Regions from separate parts of the Mus musculus genome. Here region 2 is linked to region 1. A link is a contact called in public HiChIP or PLAC-seq data. All regions are on one chromosome and are shown on one strand. The core of a region is the stretch at or near the end of the contact, and the rest is flanking DNA. Distances in the headings are between cores, read along the strand shown. Region 1 holds the start of Lsm5 (LSM5 homolog, U6 small nuclear RNA and mRNA degradation associated). Region 2 overlaps Herc6 (hect domain and RLD 6).

Region 1 (4,898 bases), core at 1,845-4,344:
TCCAACTGTGGGGCATTTTCTCAATTAGTGATCAAGAGGGGAGGTCCCCTTGTGGGTGGGACCATCTCTGGGCTGGTAGTCTTGGGTTCTATAAGAAAGCAGGCTGAGCAAGCCAGGGGAAGCAAGCCAGTAAGGAACATCCCTCCATGGCCTCTGCATCAGCTCCTGCTTCCTGACCTGCTTGAGTTCCAGTCCTGATTTCCTTTGGTGATGAACAGCAGTATGGAAGTGTAAGCCAAATAAACCCTTTCCTCCCCAACTTGCTTCTTGGTCATGATGTTTGTGCAGGAATAGAAACCCTGACTAAGACAAGGACCAAAGCACTTTCAACAGCTGCCCTGAGGCACAGATCACCAAGGCTCCCTTCCCATCCTCAGTGTGTCTATCTCAGTGCCATGAACATTGCCAACGAAATAGAAGTTTAAGTCAGTTCCATAATCCCTACACTACAAAAGTAAAATAATTTCCAGAGAAAAGTTTTAATGTCTTACCATTGTTATATTATTTCCATTTAGTAGAATTTGATCTAATTTTGTAATTCTTCTTCCTTCTGGTGTAATTTCACTAAAAAGATAGATTAAATGGAGTCTGGATAAACAAGTAATCAAAGGCAGTATTAGAAACACTTTCCCTCCCTAAAAGTCCTACTGGGGTAAGGAGAATAGCTTGGTGGCAGAGCACACACACAAGGCCCTGGGTTCAATCCCTAGTGACAAAGCTGTTATTCTTACACATGATTCAATGTGAACGCATATAATTACAGTAAATATATACAGAATACAAACTGCCCATTGGATAATACTCATGTAAATATAATTCACCATAAAGCTTGTTCACACTAATTTCTTACAAATTCAGGAATAATATGAAGATAATAATCCTTTAACTGGACCTCACAAACACCAGTAAATAACGTTTCAGTATTAAGGTATTTTCCAACAAGTAATTTTTTTTATATCGATCATACTAAAGCTGCTATGGAGGTTTAAAGGAGAATGGCCTCCACTTGGTCCTCTGTTGGCAAACTGGAAATGATTAGGAGGTGTGGCCTTTTTTGGAGGAGGTGTATCACCCTGTTAGGCTTTGAGATTCCAAAAACCTAAATTATACCCACTTAGTGCGCTCGCGTTCTCTATTTACTTCTCTCTCTCTCTCTCTCTCTCTCTCTCTCTCTCTCTCTTGGTTATTATCTAACATATAAGCTCTTAGCTAGGACAGTCAGGGACTCTAACCATCTGAAACTGTAAGCAAGCCCCCAGTTAAACGCATTCTTCCATAAGATACCTTTGTCATGCTGTCTCTTCACATTAATAGAAAAAAGTAATCAAGGCACCATCTTTAATTAAAAAGAGATTTCCTCCCCTCCTCTCAAATTTTTTTAATTTTTTAAATACTACTCACAATTCTGTGACATCTTCCAACACCATATCTGAATTTAATGTTAAGAAAATAAATAAGGTTTATTCAGGTATATGTTTTTGTTTGGTTTAAAATATGTTCAACACTATGATAGTGCAAATTCAAAAGGTTTGTTGTTGGCAAGAGCCCTATCAACTGTCAGCAAACACACCTCTTAAAATACTACCAAGTTCCTGGAAAACAAAATTATTCTTAATGTAATAACCAGAAATTCTTCGGTTGTCTATAGTTCTTTCTTATATTAATACATCTTTAGAAACCTACACCATTCCCGCTTTTAAAAAGGATACTGACAAAGTCATCAAATCCTAGAAGTGTCCCGACAATTTCTTTATCACTCTTCATCACAATGTGAATTCTTGACCCTATACATTTGTCCACAAGCTCTGTGGAAGGAAAAGGGTAATTTTACCTACTTATTAGATCGACCAACATTTGAATGCCTACTTCACTTATTATTTTTTATCATTAAAGATAAGCAAAAACATTCAGTTTTTTGCTATTTATTTATTTATTTACTTACTTTTATTAATCATTCCATCTGTTTACATCTCAAATGATATTCCCCCTTCCTGGTTACCCCTCCACAACACCCCTCCCATATCTACCTTCTCCCCACTCCCCAATTGCTTCTATGAGGGTGCTCCCCCACCCACCCACCCACTCCAGCATTCTCCTTATGCTGTGGCATCAAACTCCACAGGATCAAGAGCCTCCCCTCCCAATGATGTCAAAAAAGGCCATACTCTCCTACATATGTATCTGGAACCATTCGGTAATTTTACATCTTACACAAATCTCTGTTTAATCGTTAGCACAAATGTTTGCCTTAGCTTTCACTTAACTCTTTATTTGCAATTAATAGGACTGTGATTTTTATTTAGATTATTTGATTAATGTATGAAAACACACACCATGAGGTGGGTGGAGACCATAACTGTTTTTCTTCATCAGTGTTTGTACCGATAAACAATATCTAACACTGCAAAAACTTTCAATCACAGACACATTCACTAAGCTCACCAGCCCCAAAACATGACAAGGGAGAAGCATTATTACAGACACCGGCTTTCCCGTCACTCCTTCTCTCACTTAACCTTAACTCTCTGTGCTCCTGGGCCAACCTGTTCATCTCAGCATCTTAGAATTGCTCAGCACGATGCGTGCCGGTGTGCGATCTTGAAAGCAATGGCTGTAATTCAAGTTCATTATTCAACAGTTCTCTGGCACTGCGCGGGAATTGCTTGTTGAATTAATGAACGACGGGGCTAGTTTCCAGATTTCTATTGTAAGATTCATTGTATGCCGTGGCGCACTCCTTACCCAAGCCAATACAGGGTCTACCTGATCTGGAGACCAAGAAGGCCAAGCTGAGAACTGGGACTGCGCGACTCATGACATCTTACTGGCGAGCTCAAAAAGGCCGAGCACGTCCTTCACTAAGTGGGACCCTCACCGACCACCGACAGGCAAAACGGTCTGTCTGTCTGCCCAGTGACGCCAAGGACCGGACAGCCGGGCCCGGAGGGGCGGTGGCCCAGCCTCGGCCCCCAGCGTGGAATTGCAGCAACCCGACCGCTCCCCAAACAAGACTTTTACCTAGTGGCAGGAGTTGGGACGGGTTCGTGGTCGCGTTAGCCGCCATGGCCACGCCGGAAGTGGCTAAGGACACCGGCGCAGACTTTAAAATTGCGCGCTTCCGCCCTTTTCCACAGCTGGTTCAGACAAGACTAATCCAAAGCCGATCTTGAGATCCAGAGGATCCCAATGGATCGCAGACAGATTCGATAGAGAGGTTCGGATCTCTATCCCTGCCACCAACCCAACAGGCACCTATGGTACCCCCAAGTTTTGCTAAACTTCAGAGATAATTTGCCGCCGGAAGACCAGCATACGAGATCTCTGAGTCGGTTAATTTTCCTCTAGAAGGTTGCATTTCAAGCCTGTATCTTTCTTCAGAGCAATAAAATCAATTTATATTTCCTACTATAAACTCGTTCTGCATGCTCCTCAACAACTACTCATTTTTTTTTTTTTAAGGAATCTGGTACTTTTAAGGCCAGAGGACTGAAAGTCTATAAAGCAGCATTTTTCACAAGCTTTTTTTTTTTTAGAAAAAACAAACAAACAAACAAACAAACAAAAAACTTCTACTATTATTTAATTTCTTCTTGTCGTTTCTAGGTGTCTGGTTTATTACAGGCATTAAAGTCACTATCAGTTTTCAATTTGCAGGCAACCGTAAGATGTCACTCTGTATGTTGACTCCATCATGTTTGGAAACCTTGCTATCACACTTCTGCATTGGAAAAGATTAAAAAGCCCCCTTTTAACGTGGAGTGGCCAGTAAACCCAACACTTGAGAGACAAAAGGAGGCATCTGTTGCAGGCATGGCCCTCTTAGACCCCGACACAAAATAAGAAATTAAAACTAACAAGGGCTAGCTGGTAGCTTGGCTATAGGGTACTTTCCTAGCATTCATGAGGCCCGGAGTTTGGGCCCTAGTGTTTTTTGTTTGTTCGTTTACGTGCTTGTTTTGTTGTTGTTGTTGTTGTTGTTGTTGTTGTTAAAGCAGATAAATACTTTGCCTTTGTCCATCTCATGTGACAGACTTAAAACCAAACAGCCTAAATATGAGAGATGAGCACCCTTCATTCCTCCATTGAAAAAACATATCAGTGGAATATTGTTTGACTAGCAGCTTGCTGGATACATAAAACAATGTTCAGAAAAGTCTTCAACCAAGAGAGTGGGAAGGAGGACAAATAGTACATTTCATGTGCACAGCACTATGGGATTTAATATGGAAAGCAATGAAAACTCAGCTCCATTCTCAATTCCAAGCCAGTGGTGGCTTTTTTTCCTCCACGCCCAATCTATAAGTCTTACAGATCTACTAGGTCCCAAGGCAATTACAAACACACTTGACAGCCATCCTTTTGAGGTAAGAGTCAGGATTAAGTTCCTTGTGCTTAAAACAAGTTAAAACACTGTCCCTTGGCCACAGCTTGAAGAACTGAGGAGTTGTTGGGAGTCTTCTCACACAGTGACTAAGAATGGGTAAGCAGAGAAGAGGCAAAAGCCGCATTCTGAGAAAAGGAAACATTGTGTGCAGTGGATGTGTGTCACTCCAAGCTTCTCTTGTTGATCTTGTCTTTAAACCATACCCATTTCTCCCACATTGAGCATAAAACACTTGCCTTTTCAAATCCATTTCCTGAGTAACCCCAGTCTTCACTCATTTTTTTTTCTATTTAACTGCATGATACTGCTCAATGTCCTGGTAAAGATGTTCAGTTTGCAGGACCCTGGCCAGAGATGATCACCTATCCTGACTTGTGTAGTCTTGTTGGAGGCCGATGCTGGCTGACAGCAGTGTCAATAGCTGTCAGGATTACTTGGATGTATTTTTTAATATAATTATTCAAAGTTAGCTACCCTTCAAAAACCCGATTCCTCAAGACTAAGAACACTGGGA
Region 2 (5,478 bases), core at 661-3,160, 940 kb after region 1:
CATCTTTTTTGTCATCCTTAAGGTAATTGTCTCAGGGCTGCTTGTCTGGTTGTTTTTTTCTGTGAATATGTAAGCGTTGAGGGGTAATACACATTTTTCTATTTACACATGCATGGGATGTGCAGTGTTTACCATCCAGCCTCAGATGAGTCTCGGCTCTCTGTCCTTCTTTATAAGTTAGTTTGGATTGTTTAACCAAACTATAATATGAATTATATCTAAGCCATTTGAAAGGATGGTATCAGAATTCTTGAGGAATCTATAGCCAAAATGATTTATTGGATACACATAGCTGAAGTTTTGGCACAAAACACTGTCATGTCTCAGCCAGTCTCAGAACTGTCCCTATGTAGAAGGGTCAGTGAAACAAGTTACCTGTTTAGTTGGTTTTCGTAGTGTTTGTTTGTTTGGTTGGTTTTTTTTTTTTTTTTTTTTTTTTTCCCTATCTGTAGCCAGAATCTTCAGGGGTCTGAAGTCACATCTGTCAGATCTGATTTTTATCAGTTTGGAAGGAATGCATAGCTTTTCTATTCCTGTAGAGAGAAACACAAAATTTCTCCCCCAAAGAATCACATTTCCTTCCTTCCATTCTTAGGTTAGGACATCCTTAATATAAGCAGTCTGGTTTAGTTCAGCAGTTTTTCCATAAGTCAATGTATTTTAGCAGTTATGCTATCTATCTCATTGAAGAAACAGCATTGAGGCAGTCTGAGGTAGGATCAGGCAGGGTGCTGGAATAAATACATCTCAGTGTCTCAGCATTCTTTAAAATCACACACACACACACACCACCACCACATTTAAGACTTGAAATATTGATGTCAACAAAATATTAAATATTAAACTCTCTTTGGGAGATTCTGTATCGCCCTTTTGTTCTATGAACATTATCTTTAAAGCTCTGTTAGATCGCTGCACAGTTACTTGTGTGGTATGATTGTAAGGTATGCCTATAACAGGCTTTATGTCATAATGTCTAAAAAATTGTTGTATTCTAATATATGATACCCGAGCATAAATAGCTTCAGTCTGCAAATGCTTCTCTAAGGTAGCCACCATCTAAAATAAATATGCAATCTCAGACTCAGCCTTTCTAGAACTTAAGGCGGAAAACCATTAGGATTTGAAATATGCATCAATTGTGTGATGTATTATCACATATGTATATTTTCAATTTTCAAAATCTGCAAAATTATATACATAAGCTATTGCATGTTATTGCTCCCAGGTAACTTCATTAAGCATTGTATTGCTATGAGTTGCCATTATAATTCCCCCAAGCATTTATGAATTTCCATTTCATCTGGAACTTCTTTTTTTTTGTTGTTGTTTTTGTTATTGTAGGATCCAGATTGGATTCTTTTGAAGGTTCTTTACTCCGATTTAAAGAATCCTCTAACCTCTGTTCTATGGCCGTGAACCTAGCATTCTGTCTTTCAGTTCTCTCCTTACCTAGGTCTGTTTTATTCTGATCTTTCTTAGAGAGGATCTATAAAATTGTAATTGTTACAGAAAAAAAAAAACATTTAAATGCTGATAAACAAGACAAAGTCATATGCAATCCAGATGCATTGAGTCATTGTGCTTCTCCGCATTTTCAACACAGAAAATATTTTTCTTTTCAAACTCTAATTCTTTACTTCCTTCAGAGACTTTCTCCCTGTATTCTTTCTATATTCATTTTTTCCCCTTTAGCACTTAAACACATTTTCGAGCATATTATACCTGTTTAGAGCTTTGCGTCTGGGCTTGGATTTTTTTTTTCTTTCTGCCTGTTGCTTTTGGCGCTTCTCAGCTAGTACCTTGTGTTGCCAGTTTAGCATCTGGCAGTTTGAGTTGATTCTGACCCATGAGGGCTGGTGTCTGTAGCAGGCTCCCTTTGTGGGTTTGGCCTGGAGCCAATGTTTGCCCTCTGACTTCTGGGCTGCAGTGTACACTGTCTCTTTTTGGCTCTGAGCCATTACCAAACTGTGCTGCAGTTTCCCTAAGGGCTCCTAGCTCTCTCAAAAAATTTTAGCCTTCTAAATTTCCTCCAGCTAGGAAATCGTGTCCCAGCAACCACACGGTGACTCACAACCATCTGTAATGAGATCATCTAGTGTGTCTGAAAACAGCTACAGTGTACTTAAATATAATAAATAAATAAATAAATAAATAAATCATTAAAAATACACTTTAAAAAAAATCTAACCTTTCCCTTATAGCTTAATTTACTGCTTAATAAACTACATCTCTCCTTGGTGACTTTTAGTATTGTTTAGATAATCAGATGCTCTAAATTTATTTAATTTTGTAAATGAACAATGAAGATGTTTAATTACTTATTAGTTTACTGAATACTCATTCTTTACTTGGAAGAAAACTTCTAGTAAGCACATTATAGTTAAAAATATGGAAAAATAAGCAAAGAAATAGGGAAAAAAGAAAACCAGATGCTCACTAGTCAGATGCACCTGTTAATCTACCCTCTACCAACATTAAACTGTCCTACCCAGGGTTAGTGCTGGATCCTATAATTTCTGCATTTGGTAGGAGAGGAAGAAGAACCAGAAGTTTAAGCTCATCCTTAGCTACCTATATATAGGCAGAGATATCGTGTGTGTGTGTGTGTGTGTGTGTGTGTGTGTGTGTGTGTGTGTGTATTTGTGTCTATCTCTGTGTGCCTATCTGTATATGTGTATCTCTGTTTCTATATGTATGTTTATACACACACATATTTCCATTTTGAGGTCAGTCTAAGCTACATGAGATTCTGCCACAAACCTACAAAGCAAAATAGAAAAACTACACACACACACACACACACACACACACACACACACACACGCACGCACACATGCACACACACACACACAATATTGATATGTTGTAGAATAGGCCAAGGATTTTACGAAAGTATGAAATTGCATTCTCATATTCTTCTCAGCTACTTACTACCTGCTATTTTGGTTATGTTCCCATAGTGGGTAATAAACGATATCTTACTGTGATTTTCATTTTCATTTTTCTGTCATCTAATACTTAATAAGTTTGAACAACCTTTTATGTAGTTATTGACTAATATACTTTATTTGAAGATTTTTTTTGCTTATTTTACAATTATTTCATCTTTGTTTTTATTATTGGATTATAATTATATATGCGTGTATATGTGCACATAGTTAGTATATACAGGTTTTTAATATGATACTTTTGCTTTACTCTGTGCATCTATTTCACTTTCTCAGTGGTGTCCTTTGAAGCATGAAAGTATTGTTACTTTTCTCCCTTCTTCCCTCCCTCCTTCCTTCCCTCCTTCCTTGCTTCCCTTCTTCCTTCCTTCTTTCTCTCTCTCCTTTGTAGTGCTGGAGATGCAACCTACAGCCTCACAGATGCTAGGCAAACACTCTGTCACAGAACTAAGCTACGCCCCACACAGCCCTTTTGTTGTTATTTTTGTGTCCGGACCGGGCTTTTGCTATCAAGTTATAGCTGGCCCAGAACACGTGGTCTTCCTGCCTTAGCATCCAAAGTGCTAAGATAGGCATTTTCCTGATGTTCATCTTAGTTTTTAATTTTGGTAAAATATCTCTCTGGCTCTCTGTGTGTGTGTTCCTATCACTGTCTCTGTCTTTCTCTACCAGGGCCTCATGAACCCTTGGCTGTCTCAAGTCCACTATATAACTGAAAATAACCTTGACCCTCTGGTGCGACTCTCTCTGTCTCCCAATAGCTGAGATGACAGGCTTATTTGCCTCTGGGTTTGTATGAGGTGCTGAGAACTGACTCCTGGACTGTGTTCATGCCTGGTACAAACTACTAACTAAACAATGTCCCTCAGCCTTACCTTTTTTTTTTTTCTGAAAGTTAAATCTCTAACCATTTGTCATTACTTTGTAGAAATCTTGCTAGATTTACCCATTAATACTAAATTGTGGTTCCACCTTTGAGTTTCTGTGCATACAATCCTATAATTTAATAATAATACCATTTTTCTTTTATCTTTTTGCATGTAGTACATATAAGTTGTGGATGCATGCCTACTGAAATAGTTGATTTCTGAGCATTGTTTCTTCTGGGAACCTTTGTTAATCCCCTTACATACATAGCTAATGAGAAACTATATCCTAGATATGTGGCTACTTTCTGATTAGTTACAAGTGGGCAACCCATATCTTGTTTTTTCAAATAAACCTTTATTTTTAATCTATATGTGTGGGTGTTTGTCTTGCATGTATGTCTGTGCACCACTTGTATACAAATATCTATGGAGAGCAGAAGAGGTCATTGGATCCCCTAGAATTGGAGTTGTGAACTATCATGTAGTGCTGGGAATTGAACTCAGGTCCTCCAGAAGAGCAGCAAATGCTCTGAACTGTTGAGCCATCTCTCCAGCCTAAAGAAGTTTTTGGCTAAGCCAGCAGTAATTTATTCTCAAGGTCATAGGTATCTTGGTTTAAAGGCCTACTAGGAACCTGGTTTGAGGTCAGAGCAGGCAGCCTCTGAGGCTATGTCTCAGGAATTCTTACATCTATCTGCTCTTGGAAGATGTAGTTTTTTTTTCCCATTTTTATTAGGTATTTAGCTCATTTACATTTTCAATGCTATACCAAAAATCCCCCATACCCACCCACCCCCACTCCCCTACCCACCCACTCCCCCTTTTTGGCCCTGGCGTTCCCCTGTACTGGGGCATATAAAGTTTGCAAGTCCAATGGGCCTCTCTTTCCAGTGATGGCCGACTAGGCCATCTTTTGATACATATGCAGCTAGAGACAAGAGCTCCGGGGTACTGGTTAGTTCATAATGTTGTTCCACCTATAGGGTTGCAGATCCCTTTAGCTCCTTGGGTACTTTCTCTAGCTCCTCCATTGGGGGCCCTGTGATCCATCCAATAGCTGACTGTGAGCATCCACTTCTGTTTTTGCTATCCCCGGCATAGTCTCACAAGAGACAACTATATCTGGGTCCTTTCAGCAAAATCTTGCTAGTGTATGCAATGGTGTCAGCGTTTGGATGCTGATTATGGGGTGGATCCCTGGATATGGCAGTCTCTACATGGTCCATCCTTTCATCTTAGCTCCAGTTCTTCTGTCACCATGTATCTGAGTACGTGTGTCACCTTCTTTGTAGCCTGTCCCTGACTTTAAAGGACTCCTTACCCAGAATTCTTACCATGACCTACACTATCTCCATTGTTTTTTTTCCCACTATCTCCACTCTTACTCTCACATAGAATGATATCTCCCCCAAAGATAGTTTTTTAAAATTTTTAATTAAATTAATTGAGAAGACCTTTGTAAATTGACCATGAGTACCTTACACGGATTATATTTTGGGATATGTACCTCATTTGGTAGAGTTTTAAAAAATTTTTTAATTAAATTTATTGAGAAGATCTTTGTAAATTGACCATGAGTACCTTACCCGGACTGTATTTTGGAATACACACAGTGTATCAAAAGTATCAAAAATATCTACGTGTATCAAGTATCAAAA

The links. HiChIP or PLAC-seq counts read pairs in DNA pulled down with a chosen protein or histone mark.
Region 2: a contact with region 1 is called in an H3K4me3 HiChIP or PLAC-seq map of bone marrow-derived macrophages, with 4 times the contacts expected there. The contact joins the enhancer-like site here to the promoter of Lsm5 in region 1. A contact is called at or near these places in 4 of 39 promoter capture datasets (the C10 cell line, liver and pre-B cells), 2 of 115 datasets of contacts at active chromatin or transcription factors (bone marrow-derived macrophages and large pre-B cells) and 1 of 9 other capture datasets (liver).

Annotation. Positions count from the first base shown.
Region 1 is chr6:56,701,605-56,706,502 of GRCm38.p6, forward strand. Lsm5 (LSM5 homolog, U6 small nuclear RNA and mRNA degradation associated) reads right to left here and starts at 3,095. Exons shown (of 5, transcript NM_025520.3): 1 at 3,019-3,095; 2 at 1,710-1,805; 3 at 1,402-1,429; 4 at 492-564. The coding sequence starts at 3,064.
Region 2 is chr6:57,640,056-57,645,533 of GRCm38.p6, forward strand. The region is part of intron 13 of Herc6 (hect domain and RLD 6); the gene reads left to right. Among named protein-coding and RNA genes, the nearest start is that of Pyurf, 49 kb to the right of the region's middle. Within about 2 kb of position 1,911, at least 82 of the 459 cell types and tissues checked have an H3K27ac peak or open chromatin away from gene starts, as enhancers often do. A contact at or near this core is called in bone marrow-derived macrophages and pre-B cells, where this site is marked.